2 separate regions of the Sus scrofa genome follow, and region 1 is linked to region 2. The links are chromatin contacts, called in public HiChIP or PLAC-seq maps. All regions are on one chromosome and are shown on one strand. The core of a region is the stretch at or near the end of the contact, and the rest is flanking DNA. Distances in the headings are between cores, read along the strand shown.

What was found. HiChIP or PLAC-seq counts read pairs in DNA pulled down with a chosen protein or histone mark.
Region 1: an H3K27ac HiChIP or PLAC-seq map of alveolar macrophages shows a contact between it and region 2. The contact joins the promoter of LGALS3 here to the promoter of MAPK1IP1L in region 2. A contact is called at or near these places in 2 of 47 Hi-C or Micro-C datasets (embryonic fibroblasts and fibroblasts) and 2 of 2 datasets of contacts at active chromatin or transcription factors (alveolar macrophages and skeletal muscle).

The regions. Positions count from the first base shown.
Region 1 is chr1:184,484,817-184,487,612 of Sscrofa11.1, reverse strand. LGALS3 (galectin 3) reads right to left here and starts at 1,486. Exons shown (of 5, transcript NM_001097501.2): 1 at 1,464-1,486. The coding sequence starts at 1,481.
Region 2 is chr1:184,400,070-184,402,969 of Sscrofa11.1, reverse strand. It overlaps MAPK1IP1L (MAPK-interacting and spindle-stabilizing protein-like), which reads right to left and starts at 1,626. Exons shown (of 4, transcript XM_021102280.1): 1 at 1,367-1,626. All of the region lies in intron 2 of LOC110262207 (a long non-coding RNA gene), which reads left to right.

The sequences.
Region 1 (2,796 bases), core at 237-2,736, 85 kb before region 2:
TAGAAGGATAGGGTGAAGCTATGAACTTCCTATGAATAAAATTTCCCCACCTATTCACTGAGTTCCTAAGACTAAAATTAGACTTTGGGATTATACCTGCTTTATCACTTTATTCTTGCCTCCCATCATCTCAGATCATTAGGGTTGCCTTTTCCTAAGTTGCTGAAGTTGGGAGCTAGCCATCCTCTATGTAAAAGCACATATGTTCTCACTGACATGAGGAAAATAATCACAAAATCAGGATGCTCTTGGGCTGCAAGAGCTCCACCCAGCTGGCCCTGGTTGCCTTGACCTTCCCATTGCTGGGTGTCTGCTGCACGACTCCAGCTAATGAGTGGCATCCAGGATAGAACTGGAGAAGCTGCCTTGTGCACAGGGAGGGGCCTGGGAAATAGAGTCATAAGATTTGGTTTGAAATCCAGTGCCATCCATCAAGACCTCCGAAGGCTTGGAGACATCATGTTACCTGGATAGAACTTAAGTGTCTTTGTTTGTAAAATGGGAGTAATGATCTCTTTCACGAAATTACTGGGATGAACAAGTGAGGCAGCATCTGGGAGGACTCCGTATAGACTGCAAGGTGCTGGGCCAGTGTTCGTTGGTGTCCTTTCTCTCCAGGAAGAGACACTGCCTTCTCCCTTCCTGTCTCCTATGGTATTTAGCAGAGTAATGTGGTATTTACGTGATACTCAGTAAAGATTGCTGTGTTGATTGAGTATCATCCATTAGGATTGTCTGATCTTTTGTGTTCTGGGGTTTTTTTGTTTTCTTTTTTGGCCATGCCCATGGCATGCAGGAGTTCCCGGACCAAGGATTGAAACCACACCACAGCAGTGACAATGCCAGATCCTTAACCCACTGTGCCACCTAGGAACTCTGACAGTCTGAACCTTTGATGCATTAGGAATCCAAGCCCAGACCTGGTATTAGAACAACAAGCCGAGGCTGTAAAGGGAGCCCAGGGGCCTGGGGGAAGGGGAGAGAAAATCAGAGGGCTTGATGAGGAAACGTAAACTGGATTTAGGAAAATAGACTCATGGCTGTAGGTGGGGTGAGTCATTCTGTTAATTTGGGAATACTAATGGGAATTTATTTTGACTGCTTCTTAGTTCAGCATTTGGGAAGGGAGGAGGGGTAGAGGGCACCACAGTATTAAAGAAAAAAATCAGGATGCTGAGACAGCCCATTGCTCAGTGGATTTCTTAGCTCCTGCCAGCAGAATCCACCCGCTTCTGTCCTAGGCAGTTCAGTAAAGGGGTTACTGTTAGTGAGGCCCAGGCCTCTCTGCCTGGCTTTCTTCCTGAATTTGTTGCTGGAAAAACACAACTCCAGCTAACGAGTGGTGGGAGAGTTAGATGGAAACTCTGGTGACTAAAAAGAAAAAGAAAAACAAACAAAACAAAACCCTCAACCTGCATGAATGTCTACACATGAAGGTAGGAAAACAGACATAAGACACTTACCGAAAAACCGTCTGCCATTCTCCTAAAAGGAGAAGGAAAAAAAAAAAAAAAAGAGCCACAGGTTATCATTTGATCCTGAAAGATTTTTGGTTTCTGCCTGAATAACGTCACAAACAGCTCACTAAGCAGGACTAGTCCATCTACAGGGATTCTAACACAAGCCAGTCTAGTCCCCAAATACACCTAAGTCAGTAGTGGGGAGCCACAAAAATGTCTCATTTCATCGTGGGGCGGGGTCGTGCTCTGCCTGGATTGCCACACCCTATTTAACTCAGAACTAAACTCTAATCACAAGAGCCTGTGGCCTGAATCACGGGAGTAACAGCCATGCTCTGCTGCCGGTGGGAGGGAAGGAGTGAAAGTAAACAGTTTCCTAGGTAATACGTGTTTGTCCTGGTTGTCTTTGGTCCCCCTTCACCTTCCTTCCTGTGCTCTCTTTCCACCACCTCCTAAAAAGTGTTCAGTGCATTAATATCACCCACCGCCCACTCCCCTGGTGAACAAAAGCCAGGGTTCCCGTGCCCTCCCCTGGGATTTAGGAGGAAAGCAGTTGGTTGATTCCTATATTCCCCACTTTCCCCCCACAAGACGTAGTTGCTGCTGTTGGTTTAGTCCTTCATTTGCATACATTTATGTCTCTTGTGGGCTCCTAACTGGGTTTGAAGATGGAGGCAGTCAACATGTATGGTCCCTTCACAGGCCAGACGAGGTGAAAGTGATTGACCCTGTGGGCCAGACCACATGCCATGGGAAGTCACAACTGGAAAGATTACTTCCAACAGGGAAAGGACAGTGTTGTTTGAGCTAAGCCTTGAAGGAAAGGTGAGACTGTTATGTGGAGCAATAAAGAGGAAAGATGGGCACAAGTTGCTTTTTTTCTTTTTTAAAAAAATAGTTGTTATTTCAAATGAAATCTCTCACAGTAAAATGAATGAAATTAAAAAAAAAAAAAGGTCAGACGATGCAGAGGAAACCATTTTGGGTAGGATGTTACAAAAGAGGGTCAGCCTTGCCCAACGTTGCCCCAAAGGGTAGCAGCGCTGATCCTGTCCACTGTCCCCACCCTCATGCCAAGGTGCCAAGTCCCCAACCAAACAGGATGTTTTACACCTGCTCTCACTGCTGGTGTTCTAGTGATGAGGGCAGAAGGGCAGCTTTGGACTCCTCAGGCCTGAATGAGTTGTCTTGACTCAAGATCAGCTGGGTATGGCCAAAATTACCCGGATCTTAAAACTATCAGAATCTTTTTCCTTAAGTGGCTTACTTGCCATAGTTCTGTTATTTGAAGAAACGAACCAATAAATGGTGGCTACTTGATGGGTTCTTAGGTTCC
Region 2 (2,900 bases), core at 377-2,876:
AAGCTGAACTTTGCAAACCTAAGAGGTGAAAGCAGACTGGAATAGCGCCCACTCTCACTCAGATTTATTGAGACCTGCATAATAAACACACCTCTTGGTCACTGTCTGGCACACAGCAAAACTCAGCTTTTACAACTGCTACCATAGGTCCACAAACCTTATCTGTAGTTCTCAATTCAGAAACCTCTAAAAATGAAAGAAATGCTCCCAAGTTCGGTGTACACCTTACTTGGTGGCAAAAATCTGACCTGACGTTATTTCTCATTTTCATTAATTCCTACCTATATCTGCACAAATGTTAATAATGGATTAGGGTGCTGCCCAGACTCTGCTGGAGTGATCTCTCATCTATGCACCTTATTGTCTTTCTAAATTCTAAAGATAAAAATCCAAAGATTTCTGAATTCCAAAACATACTGATCCCAAAGATTTCGATTAGGCGATTGGCTCTGTTCCTCCTGGAAAGAGGAGAAGAACACGCCGGTATATACAAGTTGGAGACAACCTAGTTATGACCAGGAGGTTCAGAAATGCCAGCAGCAAGGAAAATTTCTATTCTTCCTGCCCCATGAACACTCCTGAACAAAAGAACTTTTGTAAGATTTCTTAAGGCTACCTTCGCATGTAATGAGAGTTAGTTTTCAAAACAGGCGCTCAGAACCACTAGGTGTCTGAGTGTGTATTTCTTTACTAGCAATGCTAGAAACTTTTTTCCGGTCAGGTGGGTACGGTTTGATTCTTCAACAGTAGAATCTATATTTATTAAAAGTATTACTCTTGGTTTTTAAAAGAAAACGGTCCAAAGCTACCAAGCGCTCCTAAATCCTAAAAATGGGGAGTATTACAAAACTGAGGACTTCTCATAGTTTCTGTCACGGGTGTTCCTCTAATTGCTTTCAATTGCTCTAGAAATACCGACCAGAATGTTACACTGCGAATAATCTCAATTAGCTCCAAGGACGCCTCCAAGAATCGGGCCTGCCTCTCCCTTTCAGTAGAAGTAATGAATGAGGGAGGCGGGCTGGGCCAAGGGGCTCGAGGCCCGCAGCCCTTTAGGGCCAGACGAACAAAAGGAGTCCGGGATCAACCGGAGCTAACCGGCTAGCGAGCGGGTCGTGCCCGCCCGGGAAGGGATGGGGGAGGGGTCGTGCCCGCCCGGGAAGGGGTGGGGGAGGGGCCAGGCCCGCTCCCCGCCCCGCCCCCCAGCCAAGCCTGACGTCAAGCACGGAGAAACCCGTCCCGAGCGACGTCACCCGCCTCCCACACCTCCTCCCGGGGGGCGATCCGGAGATCAGCCCGCTGCCGGGAGCAGGATGACGGGGGGAAAGCCTTAGCCCTCCATCCCCCAAGAAGCTACTCCAGTCACCTCCGTTACCGCTCCCGCCTCCCGCTTGGGCGTGATCCCTCGCTCTCCTCCACGATTCCGCTAGTGCCCAAGCAGTCTCACCCGACAAGATCCGAGCCCGCGGAAAGGTCTAGAAGTGGCGATGGGTCCGCAGGAACTTGGCGCTGAAGAACCGAGCGCAACCCTACTGACGGCAGCGGCGACGGCGGCGGGGGCGGCAGCACCAGCAGCACCAGCAGCGCGCGGCTCCTCCTGGCGCCGGAACAGGAAGCGTCGAGCTCCGAGCGCGTAGCCCCCGCCCGCGCTCCGCCTTCCCTCGGGTCGGCTCGGCTGGGTCGGGCCGGCCGCGCGCGCCCCCTAGAGGGGCCCGGTAGCACTGCGGCCGTCCAGGCCCCCGCGGCCCCCTGCCCCTTGTGCTTGCCCTAGGGCGGCTCTTTCCTCCAGTTGGGCTAGAGGAAAGCTCTGGGTTTTCCGGAGTTTTGGGCAATCTGGAGGAAACGCTAGGGGCCGGTGACGTTCTGAGCAGTCTGGCTGAAATTGCTAACTTGTCTCCTGGAGAGGCTTGAAGGCAGGTTCTGGATTCCCTACAGCTGGTGGTCTCTAGAGCCACAGCTGGCTAGGTGTGAAAGCAGCCTAATCTCTGGACATGGATCATTTGACCAAAACTGGGGAGAGCTAAAGCAACCATACGGGAAGGGGAAGACAAAAAAAATTTTGTTTATAAATAGCTTGACAAATTGATACTAACTACAGAAACAACGGATGTCTTTGTAGATTTTTCTCATTTAGTATTGTCCTTACTTTTTTTTTTTTGCCACGCCTGGCATGTGGAAGTTCCTGGGCCAGGGGTAGAACCTGCTGAGCCAGAGCAGCGACCTAAGCAGCAGCATTGACAATGCCGGTTCCTTAACCCGCTGCTACGCGGAGAGTCTCACTCCACTTGTCCACTTTCGAATATACCTTTAAATACCTACTCTGTCACACCCAAAAGATGATTGACACGTGGCCCCACCATCAAGGAACCTGCTAGCTAGCTGGTAATGAAGATTACCAGCTATATATAGCTATGTGGTATATATATATATAGCTATGTGGTAATAATTTTGCATAACTATGGGCAAAACACATATAAAACGTACATGTATTTTACATGTAAAAATTACAAGTATGCGATATTTTTACAACTTTTTGCTTCTTTGCGTAAGATGTTGAAGGGACATTTTACTGTAAATTTCTTTTCTTTTCTTTTTTTTTTTTTTTTTTTTTGTCTTTTTGCCTTTTCTAGGGCGGCTCCCGCGGCATGTGGAGGTTCCCAGGCTAGGGGTCGAATCGGAGCTGTAGCCGCCGGCCTACACCACAGCTACAGCAATGCGGGGGCCTATACCACAGCCATAGCAATGCGGGATCCGAGCCGCGTCCGCAACCTACACCACAGCTCATGGCAACGCCGGATCATTAACCCACTTGGCAAGGCGGGCAAGGCCAGGGACCAAACCAGCAACCTCATGGTTCCTAGTCTGATTCGTTAACCACTGCACCTGGAAGGGAACTCCTA